Linked DNA regions of Astyanax mexicanus: region 1 is linked to region 2. The links are chromatin contacts, called in public Hi-C maps. All regions are on one chromosome and are shown on one strand. Each heading gives the region's core, a stretch centred on a gene start, on an enhancer-like site or on the middle of the called end of the contact. The rest is flanking DNA. Distances are from core to core; before and after follow the strand shown.

What was found. A called contact is a pair of places that touch in the nucleus more often than the background predicts.
Region 1: a contact with region 2 is called in a Hi-C map of muscle, with 11 times the contacts expected there. The contact joins the enhancer-like site here to the promoter of LOC103030241 in region 2. A contact is called at or near these places in 3 of 3 Hi-C or Micro-C datasets (blood and muscle).

Annotation. Positions count from the first base shown.
Region 1 is chr17:19,875,316-19,881,995 of AstMex3_surface, reverse strand. The region is part of intron 3 of LOC103030241 (transmembrane protein 164); the gene reads right to left. Among protein-coding and RNA genes, the nearest start is that of LOC103030241, 38 kb to the right of the region's middle. Within about 2 kb of position 1,260, the one cell type or tissue checked has an H3K27ac peak away from gene starts, as active enhancers do.
Region 2 is chr17:19,836,983-19,843,835 of AstMex3_surface, reverse strand. LOC103030241 (transmembrane protein 164) reads right to left here and starts at 2,884. Exons shown (of 6, transcript XM_007247060.4): 1 at 1,347-2,884. The coding sequence starts at 1,784.

The DNA of each region.
Region 1 (6,680 bases), core at 11-2,510, 40 kb before region 2:
GGAAATGCTATAGTCAAGTGTTGAAAAGAAAAAGAAAACCACATGCACAATAAAAAGCACTGGACAGACTGTTTTGTTCCACATTCTTTCACTTTCAAAATGAAACGTATCTGTCCTTCGAGATAACGCTGCCCGTGCCCAGAACAAAAGGCACCCTCTAGCCCAGACTGAACCCTCGGCTGACTTTGTTGCAAGGTGAGTGATGCTGAACTGCCTGGCCACAGCGGGTCACGAGGACTAGAACTGAAGGGCAGAGACTCCCACACTTCAGCACAAGCAGGCTTTGTCTCTGAGGGCTGGTTTATTGAGGCCATATACACACACACACACACACAGCTAATGACAGCTGATGTAGAACGCTAGGATTGGTGTCTCTCTCTCTCTCTCTCAACATGTCTTAAAAAGGTGGTAGGACCCGTTCGACCCGCACATAAAAAAAAAATTATAATAAAAAATATTTATTAGCTAAGGGCTAACTGGTATAAGAGACTTAAATTTATCAACCAGGGTTGTTTTAATGATTGGAAAATATAATGCCCAAACCTCCCACATTTAGGTTACTGGTTCATCTCCAATGCAAGCTCTGCTAAACAGCGGTATCCAACTTTGCACACAGCTAATGCTAGAGATAGTCCGATCAGTGTTTTTGGGGCTGATTCCTGTTGCCGATCATCTTTTATCTCGATCGGCCGATTGCCGAAACCGATCTTGGGCGGGGCCAAATGCCACATTAAAACCAGATTCCCTTAATTACATCCATGCCTAAGAAAACACTGGTAATTTATGCTAATAGAAAATAAACAAGAACATTACTGACCAAAATAAATGCTTTTCAGGAAAGATACAAGTTAGTCCTGACTAGTGGTTGGATGAGGAACTGCAGCTTTGTGTGAGCCACTGGCACTTTTCTTCAACGCAGGTCGCCGTGCCAGATCTCTCGGCTTGCCGCACATGGGCGTGTCCGTGACATTTTTGAATTTAAATGAAGCAACAGATGTAGTCAATCATAAGTTTAAGATTACATTTTTAGTAAACCTCACTGTGATCTATAGTTGTATAAATCCACATTTCGCCATTTTTTTGCCTCTATCTGTGTATGAAAGGCGCCTGTTCTGTGTGTGTGAGCCTCACTGTGAGGCTCGTATATGAGTGGCGTGGCAGCCTGCTGTTTCCTGATTGGTTGGACGCAGCGCGGCGGCCGGATTCAACTGAATAAAGTTGAGATCTGCTCAACTTCTTGCCGGAGGGCAGGGCTGCGCTCAATGCAACGCAATCCAGCATGCACTGCGGCATGTGGCGACTCTCTCCATTGAAATGAATGGGATGCATCGGATCTTAAGTGCCAGTGGATGCGCACCCTAACTGCTAAACCCTGAACTGCTGAATCGGATCGGCTAAAATCAGAGGAATATCGTCCGATCGCAGATACAGTATTTTGGCTGAAAATTGGCCGATACCGATACACTGCCGATCGATTGTCCCATCTCTAGCTAAAATGGGTCATTTTATGCAGCACATGACAAGCCATGATAAACAGTATGTAGGCCACTCTACATTTAAACACAATTTACACTGCATTTCAACACAAGAAGTCACTGCCATACAGAAGTAGTTATTTTCCTTTCTGATACAGATTTATCAAGTACCAGAAGCATCAATTCAAGAAACCTCCAACTTAGCTAACTAATAGGTGTCCACAAAGCCTTGCACTTATATTATTCCATATGGATTTTATTTTGATAAAAGCAGTGTTTAGAAATGCTCATTTTTCCATCTCATAGCTTCACACACTGACTGAACAAAGCCTGTATTTCTGCATCATCCCACACATTATCTCACTGAACATCATCATGCAAAGCATGTTCTGCTTTTTTCTTTCGATCTATGATAGATTGTGTTACTTTTATGCAACACATTCTCAGGAATGTGAATATGAAAACTATGTCTCTAACCACAATCATATTCGGTAGAAACCTGAGTTTGCATGGACTGAGATCAGTCTCAGATCTTGAGACTATGAGGCAAAAATGCATAGCAAATATTATGCTTTAAACACAGATGAGTAGTAAAGATTGCATGATATTAGACTAAGCCATTTCTAGGTCAGAGTTTAGGTGTGTGCAATCCTACAGGAAGTTGCAGTGTCTGTTGCTCAATAAAAAATGTTTTTCATTAATCAAAATCAAAGTGAAATGTTCGAGATCATATCACCAAGCGACTATCAAAAGGTGTGTATTTTTATTAGGCAACAACAGGATCCAACACACCTCTAATACTTTACAATAGGCAACAGCAGACAAGGCGCCTGTATGAAACGAAACTTAATTAAGAAATAGTTTGTTACTGTTTCAGTTTAAAGGAAAATAAAGTTTCAATTATTCTTTAGAAGTAGTCAGATTTTAGACCACTTTGACTTTTACCTTGGTGGCCTGGAGCACAAAACTGCAGATACCATCCTTTTTATTTTTTATTTATTTATTTTTTTTAACCTTGCTGCGTGCACTCTCCCCGTTTGGCAACTTTATTTGCACTATATGCTTTCGGTACTCGGTAGTACAGACACACCTCAGTGCCTCTTTGATATCAAATTTCGATACCCAGGTCATTATTGACACTGCAAGACCAGTAAAAGTCCACAACTATGGAATATTTGTTCATAAACATGTACATTCAACTGGAAATTAGTATCAGTGCACATCCCTAGTGATCAAACCTTATTTGCACTAGAACTAAAAGATCAGGCTACTCTTGGTGTGCTTGTTCGCTTGTTTTGTTTTGTTTACTTTCGTTTCTCTACGAAAAGTCACTAGGCTAAACAGCTAATCGAATAGATCCCTCACCATCAATGCTGATTCAATACGCTCAGTCCAACAACAGCAGCAGCTCTAACAAGGACTGCCAAGGGCCAATGATTGGGATGTACTGCAAACACTATGGCAACAGTCAACTGCAGTCGCTCAATGGCAGCTTGATAGTTGACAGACAGGACTCAGAAGCTACAGAGTGACGAGTGATTGACAAATTAATTGTTGGTTTTCAGAGACTGAGTGATGCAAATTACACCAAAACACATGAAATCCTAGCTAATGGACGTGTACATCTCTTTGTAGACTAGCTGTGAGGCTTCGAACAAGTCTTTCAATGGTATTTTTTGAGGAAACCTAAGCACTACAGAAACAATATATATATATATATATATATATATATATATATATATATATATATATATATATATATATATATATATATATATATATATATATAAAGTATGCATCCCTAGATTTTTTCCCTATTTTATTGCTTTTACACTCACAATCAAAAAATAGCTGCACCCAAAAGAAAGGATTGCAATGCTAATCAGAACACAGATAAGATAAACGTTATCAGAAACAACAAATGAATAAACATGTAGATTGTAGCTTGTTATGTGCAACATTTATTGAGCTATACATACAGAAGTAGCGCCTCTTAATAAAGAGCTGAGCAGCCATGTTGCCAAATGCAACATGACTAATGTCTGCATGGAATTGTAGAGATTCATAATGGTGTTCTGTAATAATTCATCTCACACAGCTTGAAAAACCACATAGTTCCTTTGTTGGCTGTCTCCACCAAGAAAAAAGTGTGACTAAAGATGTCCTGCTGACACACCGAGTCACTCCATAACAGTCTGGCACGACAATATTGCAAGTTTTTGATTACATTCAACGTAGTGCTTAGGGCAGTATTCATAATAGTCTGCATACACGCAATCCTGTGTCATGCAGCTGTCTTCCAGTGGTGCTGGCACTCACAGAATAACCCATGGAGTGCAGCTTTCTAAATCTACACAATCATGGCTCTTCGCATGTCAGACATTCCGACAGTTCCTCTACTTTTTGGTTGTTGCAGTTGGTTTGTGTCCCCAGAGCCTTATTCTTACGCTGGTGTGTGCCTTTTTCTTTCCATGGTTACTAACAGTGTCCTAAACCGGACCTCTTAAACTGGTCCAACTGCTCAAATTGCTTTCAAACTTTCCTCCAAGGCACACTCTGCTTGCAAAGAATGCTTCACACAACAGCACAAGTCAGAATGGAAAGCATGTGCAAATGGGACAACCTTATATAGTCAAACAAGTACTGCAATAAGGCCCCTCCCTGTACAGCTGAGCATAAAACTTGAAACATCTGCATGTCTGATTCATTCAAAGATAAACCATTTTTGGATGATTAGTGTAAGAATAGAATTATGGTCAATGCGACTTTTTGACCAAAAAATTATAATTTTTTAAAAAGTAATGTCAATTTAAACAAAAATCTAGAACGTAAAATTACAGACAAATCTTAAACAGTTAGCATAACAAATGTACACATGGGTTTTTAGTAGTTTTCCACAAGTGAGTTTCTCCAAGTCCATTAGTGACGGATACAATGCTCAGGCCAGTAGAACAAAAATATGACAGACTGTGGTTGCTATCTAATTGCAGCATGATGGATCACATCAGTAGGACTGGTAATGGATACTAATATGCATCTATTTGAGAGGAAATGTCTGAGAAACAACATTAGGTCTTAAAGGAAATGCTTTTTTTTTTATTGTTCACTAGTCCAATTATGGGAAATGAAAGGGTGGAGGCTGACACAAGTTGCACAAGGGACATTATTGAATAACAATCTGACCCCTTGCCAAGTAACCAATTAATTTAAGAGAACTCTTGAATTCTTTTAGAAATACAAGTACTCATCATCAATGCTTTTCATCTCTAAACAAGCTGTTGAGCTGTTTTTTCACTGAACGTGGTTTGCACTTTCAGTTGCTATCTACACCACATTCGGTACACATGGTGCTGGCCAGAAATGGGACATGCTTTCTGTAAACAGGTATCTAGCGTTATATTGACTGTATTTTACACAAAAGACATAAATAGAAAAGACAAACAGTTAGCTAGTTGCTAGGAATGGCCATGAGTAACGTTTACTATTACTTGTTTCAGATGTAAGCTGAATTGAGTCAATATATTCTGTAACTATAGGAATCAGATACAACACGTCTGCTCCTCTGTTATGACTGATTGCAGTTTACGTTGGAATGTACAGTCATATGAAAAAGTTTGGGCACCCCTATTAATCTTAATCATTTTTAGTTTTAAATATTTGGGTGTTTGCAACAGCCATTTCAGTTTGATATATCTAATAACTGATGGACACAGTACAATAAACCTCATTTCAATCCTGAAATATTACTAACAGAAAATGTGCAATATGCATTAAACCAAAATTTGACCGGTGCAAAAGTATGGGCACCCTTATCATTTTATTCATTTGAATACTCCTAACTTCTTTTTAATGACTTACTGAAGCACAAAATTGGTTTGGTAACCTCATTGAACTTTGAACTTCATAGCCATGTCTATCCAATCATGAGAAAAGGTATTTAAGGTGGCCAATTGCAAGTAGTTCTCCTATTTGAATCTCCTCTGAAGAGTGGCATCATGGGCTCATCAAAACAACTCTCAAATGATCTAAATGGAAATGGAAGACCACAGGGACAGTTCTTGTTAAGCCCAGAAGTGGCAGGCCAGGAAAAATATCAGAAAGGCAGAGAAGAAGAATGGTGAGAACAGTCAAGGACAATCCACAGACCACCTCCAAAGACCTGCAGCATCTTGCTGCAGATGGAGTCACTGTGCATCGGTCAACAATACAGCGCACTTTGCACACTTTCTGAGTGGAGAAGTGGGGTGTCAGGGTCTTTTGGCCACATCATGCGTCTTTACGTACTTACGTCACATGTACAGCCTCTAAAAGAGGATCCGGCTCAGTTTTACTAAACACGAGTGGCTGGTGGAGCAACGGAGACTTCAGGAAGGGAAACTCAGAGCTCAGTAGCTCATTCACTCATAGTAAAAACAAAGAAGTGAAGGAGTGACGTTTATGACTGAACGCTCTCTCTCTGAGTGAACATAACCTGGAATCGAATTCTTCCGCTCTGAAAGGAGACCGCGTCACACCCGCCCAGTTTAAAATGCTTCTTCTGCATGTTCATGCATGTTTATTTAGTAAAAATATAATTGTCAAAACAGGTAGTTATCATTATCATGTTTTAAAAAAATAAATATTATTTTTGTACACCACCTGATATGGCGCACCCCTACACTATACTTTGCTGCAGTTTTCATCATATTGTATTGTATATTGCCATTTCTATTTTTTTTTAATATTGCCCAGCCCTTGTCCTTCCTAGAAGAAAATGAATCCAGGTTTGTTTTATCTCAAATGTCTCTTCTAAACAATACCAATCTCTACCTGCCAGTGTTTAATAGAAGAAACCCAAAAAGAAGAACGAGAGCTCAAATGCTCTGGAAGGAACACCAGACAATGAGAGATCGCCTCAGAGAAAGGGTGGGGGTGTCTAGAGTGTCAGTTCCATTCAATCACACTTAGTTCTCCAAGGACTTTTATTCTTTTCTTTTTTTTTTTTTGGAAACCTTGGTTTCGAATGCTACATTCAATACATTTCAATACCACGGGCCTGGGAACCGTCTGCCTGAAACCACAACGTTGTGGAAGTGACCATGGCAACAGGCACAGAACTGTTTGAGTTTCTCTTGATGCATATTCTGTTCAAGATTCACATTAAAAGCGATAAGGAGACACTGCAACCAGCAGTCTATTTTTTGCCACGGTGACAAAAGCAGTTAT
Region 2 (6,853 bases), core at 1,635-4,134:
CCTGCTGTATTGGAATAAAAGCCTGCAGACATACCTGCCATTTGTGGAATCGTTTGGAACTAGACTAGAGTCTTTTATGCACTGATATGTTTTGATCTGATAAGTAATGTTATTTAATGAGCACAATGATGTTATCATACTAAAATGCGTACGATTGCTTAGAAAAAAAGATTACTGGCATCAAACGTTTCCTTAATACAGCAATAGTGGTAGCTCAGTAGTTAAGAGTGCTTGGTTCCCTGATTACAAAGTTGAGGGTACACCTATTACTGTTGGGCCCATGGGAAAAGCCAACCAACTCGCTCTGCTCCAAAGGCACTGTAGAATGCTTCTATACCCAGGACCCCAGGGCATTCAACCCCCATGCAATTTGGGCTGCCCCCACCAATGGAAAGTTTGCTTACTATATTTCACTCAGTGTGTGTGTGCGTTTTCCTCGTGTCTGAGTGGGCTTCCTCCAGGGACTCCAGTTCTATCCCACAATCCAAAAAACATGCAAGTGCTTTAACTAGTCCAGAAAAAATGATGCTCTACATGGTGTGTGGAAGGGTGTATGCATGTACACTGCCTGGTCAAACCTGGATTTAACTAAGTACACGTTCGGAACAGTATGTGCTGAAAGAATGAGGTCAGCTGACTACCTGAATATACTGAATATAGACCAGGTTATTCCATCAATAGATTTTTTCCTTCCCTGACGGCATAGGCTGATTCCAAGATGAACATTCTAGGATTCATTGGGCTGGAATTGTGGAAGAGTGAGCACAAGTTCATCATTTATACACATGGATTGACCACTACAGAGTCCAGACCTTAACCCCATTGAGAATCTTTGGGATGCGCTGGAAAAGGCTTTGTGCAGCAGTCACTCTCTACCATCATCAATGCAAGATCTTGGTGAAAAAAATAATCCAACACTGGATTGAAATAAAATTTTAACATTGCATTGGGTCAACTCCGTAGTGCCCAATGCAGTCCTTCAGGCGGAAGGTCGTTTCTGGTTGAGAGTATGCTGTGTGTGATTGACTGCTGCTTCTCACTGGTTTGTGTAAATGAATGCTGAGTGTATATTGGCGTGTGTAAAACGTGACTGGCTATGAGTGCAACACTCATTCATTAATTAATTCATTCATATATCGAATAATAAAAAAAAAGTAATCAGCAGATTAGTCCACCACTAAAATAATAATTAGTTTAGTTGAATCTGATACATCACAGGACAAACAGGAAAGGCACAGGTGGTGAGCATCCCTAACAAACTATGATATATTAATTAAACAACCTGTATCCTTATCTTTATAAAGGCAGACAGACACAGATAGACAAGCAGACAGAACACACCATACCTGCACCATAGTGACCACATGGCAAGGGTTCAGAAGGTAGATGACCGTCTTGGTAGCAAACTTGAAGCCGACCTCCATGCCAAAAGTCATACAGAGAGCCACGAGCAACAGGTTCTTGCCCCAGCTGTCTTCTTTATTCTTCCTCCCATCCTTCACCGCCTCTCTGTGCTCTCTGGAGAAGTTGATTTTCCTTAAAGCCAAGAACACCTCCACCACGGACAGGAGCACGATGATGAGGCTTTCGCACAGCCGCTGCTGGGGGGCGATGAAGGCGGCGCACTCGGGGCCTCCGTTGCCCTCGAACTTGGGGTCCACTCCGCCGTAAACCCAGTCCAGCAGGCTGTAGATGTTGTACCGAGACATGTTCCTCTTCTCGTATTGGAAAAGGTACGAACACGACGGGATGAAGGACAGCACACTGACTTCTTGTCGAAACATGAACTGCAGCGTTTCGCCAGAACACACAACACACACAGAGCAGTCGAGGAGACGCTAGTTAGCCAGGTTAGCTAGGCCAAGTAACTAACGGTAACGCCGTGGTTTAACGTAACTAGCTAAGCTAACTAGCTAGTTAGCCAACCTAGGTAACGTCCTTTTTAACGTTAGTTAGCTAAAGAAATTGGTCGCTAAACTCATGCTGGTGTTCGCCTAATGATATTTTCATCATTTGTAACGATAAAACCTGCTTTTAATAAGCAGGTTATCTAGGTAACGTTAGCTAGCCTATGTTAACCTAACTATGTCACGTTACGGTTACAGTTAAACAAAACAGAGCTTAAAACAGCTGGGAAAGGCACACACAGTTATTAAAAAACATACACACATATATAATATATTAGCTACAAAACACTAACATTAGCTTACTTAGGTTAGCAACCGAGCCTTAACGACGGAATGTTAACGTTTTATATCTAGTAATTAACGCCATATATTAACCACATAGCTAGGTTACTTTACAGCATTAACGTTACAGGTGTCTAAACCTACCACACCTAGTAAGCTAGGTTAGCTATCCAGTTAGCTAACCATTAAAAAAATAAACAAATAAAACACACAGACAGAGATACTGCAAGCTAGTCACTCCGTACCCCCATCCTCACTATAAGAAAATGACGAGCACCCCCTACCACGTATTAGCTAGTAACTACCAAGCTAACCTACATGTATGGTGTGGTATGTAATGTATGTTTAGCTAACGTTACGTGGTCAGACCAACTCCAACCCCACCCACTTAAACATACGTTAGCTACAAACGCCACTAAATAAACAGCAGTTAACGCTTAGCTACAGCCCGCCGACCCCCGCTGGCTAAAGCTGCGCCGCGTGCTGGTAAAACTGGCGGCTAATGACCGGAGCTCGGTGAAATTCCGGGACTGGTTAGCGTTAGGCGCGTCGGCGGGTCCATGTGCTCCGTGTGGCGTCTCTCCCGTTGTCCAGTTTCCCCTCGGGCCTCTAGGCTACATCTATCCCTCTCTCTTGTTTTCTCTATGTCTCTCTCCCTCTTTCTCCCACCGTTTCGCTCCCCCTGAAAGCGCTCATTTACATATCGTTACATGCACAGGTTTCCTGGATTGGACGGGGCGGCTCCTCTGACCCCGCCCTCTTTTCTCCTGTTAACTCTTTCACTACCGCTTCATTTCTGGCGCAGGTTGTGGAGAAATTGTATGAAATGTTACATGAGCCTTAGACACGCTTTAAATTCAGTTTTTGTTTTTATTTTTCCTGCACTGTATATTAGTACTAAAGAACAACTTTTATTAATTTTGTAAACAAAGAGTATTAAACAAAACAGGATATGTTTTATATTTTATATTCCTCAAAACAGGCACATCTTTCTTAAATGACAGCTTTGCACATTGTGCCATTTTCTTAGTCAGCTTTATGATGTAGTAACTTGGAGTTTATTCAAGTGGTTAAGAGTTAATTACTTACATTTCTTCCCCTCTTAATGTGTTTGAGAGCATCAGCTGTGAAGTTGTGAAGAGGTAGAGTTGGTATACAGTGAATAGTGCTATTTGAGTAATCCATATTAAGGCAAGAAGTACTCAACTAAGTAAAGAAAAAATACTTTAAGAAATGAAGGTCAGTCAAAAAAAAAAGATGGACAATTGATGTTCTTAAAGTATATCATTCCTAAAGTTATTCAATATTAGCTAAAATACTTTGTTATCAGAAAACACACCGCAGATCATTAACAAGCCCTTTCAGAGTTGGATGGCAACAAAGCACAGAAAGTCAACTCGTTTGTAAACACACACACACAATCAACATTTGTTGCTTGAACGTAACGCAACAATATTTGGCTTTTATTTCAACATTATAATCTAGTTTCTATAGTCCAACAAAAACCTAACACACCATTTAAAGTTCTTGTTTTTCTTGTCATTTTTGTTTATTTATCTGTTTGTTTGTTGTTGTGTCCCACAGGGCTGAAAAGGTGTGTTACTTTATGTTACAAACAAGTAAGTGAAGAGAACACGACCTCTTGTGGTGAATTCAGTCCTATAGCCGCAGACAGACTTAAGGAGTAGTAATATCTGGTTTTGTGTTTGGTATTTACCATTTTCATTAAAACAAAAATAATATTTGAAGGTCCCTTGTCCAATATTTCTCTAGATTATTAATACTGTCATAAGCTATAATTAATTTCTACATGACTGCTTTCTGATCTCTCTTTATCCATGACCTCTCATGGACCTCTTTGTTATAAATGACCTCTCATTTGTTCTGTGTCTTAGTCAGCCTTAAAAGGGGGGTAGAATCTTTGGTAGGACTCTGCAGGGCAGTCAACGGTACATTATTAAAAGACAACATAACAGAAAGATAAAATAAATTAGAAAGAAATGGTAAAAATCCATAATTTAGTGTCATATTTTATAACAGTAATTCAAACATGTTTTATACAAGCTTATACAACATACATTTTTATTTCATATGTCTTTTGTTTTATTACATTGTTATGATTTCAGAATGTATTATCTCAAACATTTGATAAAGGTGTGTATTTCAAAAAACAGACAAAAATACACTCATTGATTTTATCACTGGGCTAAATACAAAAAATGATAAATTTCCATTGCTTTGTCCTTGATGAGGATTTAAAGTGTTAAATAACCAATTTCTTATTGAGTGTGTAGAACCCTTAATTAATAAAGGATGACTTTTACATGAATTAAGGCACACTAGAAATACAATTTTGAACAAAATTATATGGAACCAAAAAACAATGCTTTATATGTGGCATCAATCCAAGTAATATAATACAGGAAATTGACAAATCTGTTTATACCTATTTTATTGTAAAGAGTGTATAGAAGCACTGTCTTTGCATAGATGGCTGGACAGAATAACTCATTTCACACAGCAGAGCAGCATCATGACAGTGAAGATGATGGGAAAGGCATACATGGTGGTGCGAGAAGCATGGAGGTGGAAGTGTTGCACCATCTTACTCACAAATTCCTCCAATCCTCTGTTCTGTGTGTTTACTGAACCTGGAGGAGGAAGAAGATGCTTATTAGCATATTAGCTGTCACCCTAAAGAGAACATGTGATTTTCAATCCCTCATGAGCTGTCAGGGAGTCAGGGGCTTGGGTTAGTCATTACTAATCTTTAATGAGGTTTAGTGTGTAATAGAAATGATTTGTTTCATGTGAACAAGTTCTTCATACTTATCATTTCTTCAGAAATAAGTAATACTGTAATACTGGTGTCATCATATAACAACAATAGGACACGTAAGACATGCTCAAAGCTTTGGCTTACATTAAACTTACATTAAACTAATTTGTTATTTAATTAATTAATTTTCCTACACCTACTTTTTTAATGAAAGACAATAGTTATACATATAACCACAATTGCATCACCATTTACCATTTAAAATGTTTAGTCTGACTAAATGGTTCATCTTTATTATTTAAGTTAAAATGTTTTATACTGTTTTTTTTTATTTAAACTGTATTATAAAAAGCTGATGATAGTTAGCCATGCCAATCTGGAGTGTGTTTTCTGATATGTTTGTTGTAATTTAGAATGGTGTAATTTTAAGAACAGCAGTTTTAGGAGTGTTGTACACAAAAATGTATATTTATAATACATACTTACATTTGTTTTGTTTTGTTTTATTTATTTAAAATGTCTTTTATTTGTACATGTATTTTTATATATGTATGAATCTGGCCAATTAATATTTTTTCATTAAATATATTTAAAAAAAAAAAAATTATGTAAAACTGTTTTTTAGTTCTGGGATTTAAAAAAATATATAAATATCAAATTCTTATATATTACAATATTATCAATATAATATTAACAAGATGTTATTAATTAATTAATTAATAGATTTTGCCATAGTAAATAAATGTTTGCTAGTTCTTACCTATATTACACGCAATATATCTATGTTTAATATTTCTGTATAATTTCAAAGTAAATATATTTAGATTTGGTATACAGACAATTTATTGTGGAATACATTTTAGTGTGAGAAATATATTTGAATGAATTGTAAGTAAAGGTACTATTTCCACGTGTAAAACATGGAAAATAGTGGCCTCTATTGGTTTTAAGGTAGTACTGCACAAATATTAATATTTATATTTATGCATGTAATGCAATGTTGGATGTTAGAATAAGTTAGGATATCTACAATCTGCTAATATTATTATTACAAAAGTTGGCCTGTATAAATACTTTTATAATAATTTATAATGTAATTAAAGTTACAAAATTACATTAAATTAAAAAGCATCAGCATGTCTCAAAAAAGGTCAGTGACTGAAGAAGGAATATAACAAGAGTAAATGTTGGCAGTGAGTTAAAGTTGACTAGGAGCTAATAAAAAAACTACAATACCGGCCCAGAGCTGCTACTTTTCTCCTGAACAGGTAAGCTAACTGGCTAGCTAATTTAGGCAGGTAATTTATCACCACCACCAGGTTAGCTTGCTAGGCACTGGTGTTTAATTTAAACATTGAGTGTTCACATTCACATTAGTGATCTGTGTAAAGCTGGAATAAAAAGGCAGAGGATATCTGAGAGAGTTAACAGTTAGATAGGTTAGCAAGGTTAGCTACAGTGATCGGAACTGTGCTGACCAAACAGTTAGGCTAACAGCTAGTGGTGCATGAGGCTAATTTAGCTAGCTTCAGATTAAATTCACATGAGCCGAGTTTCTTGCTGTGGTAGAAGTTACTGAACGTGTCTTTCACGGGATTGTGTGGATTCAGCCTGGCCCAACTTGGCAACCCAAGGTAGCCTTTTGGCTGGGGAGGGGTGGGCGGGGCAGACTACTCTCTGTGCTGTTTTAAAATTGGACTGCTTTAACTGTGGTTTACACGCTCGCTCTCACACGCTCGGGCCTAAAGGAGGTTAAAGGGAAATAATAGGATGGAGGAGTGAAGGAGGGGAAGAAGGAAATGAGGTTAGAAGTAGTTAGTATGTTAAAGGTGTTAGGAGAGTAAGTGCTCTTTGAAGAGCTCTGTCCAAGAGTTTCTTAAAGATG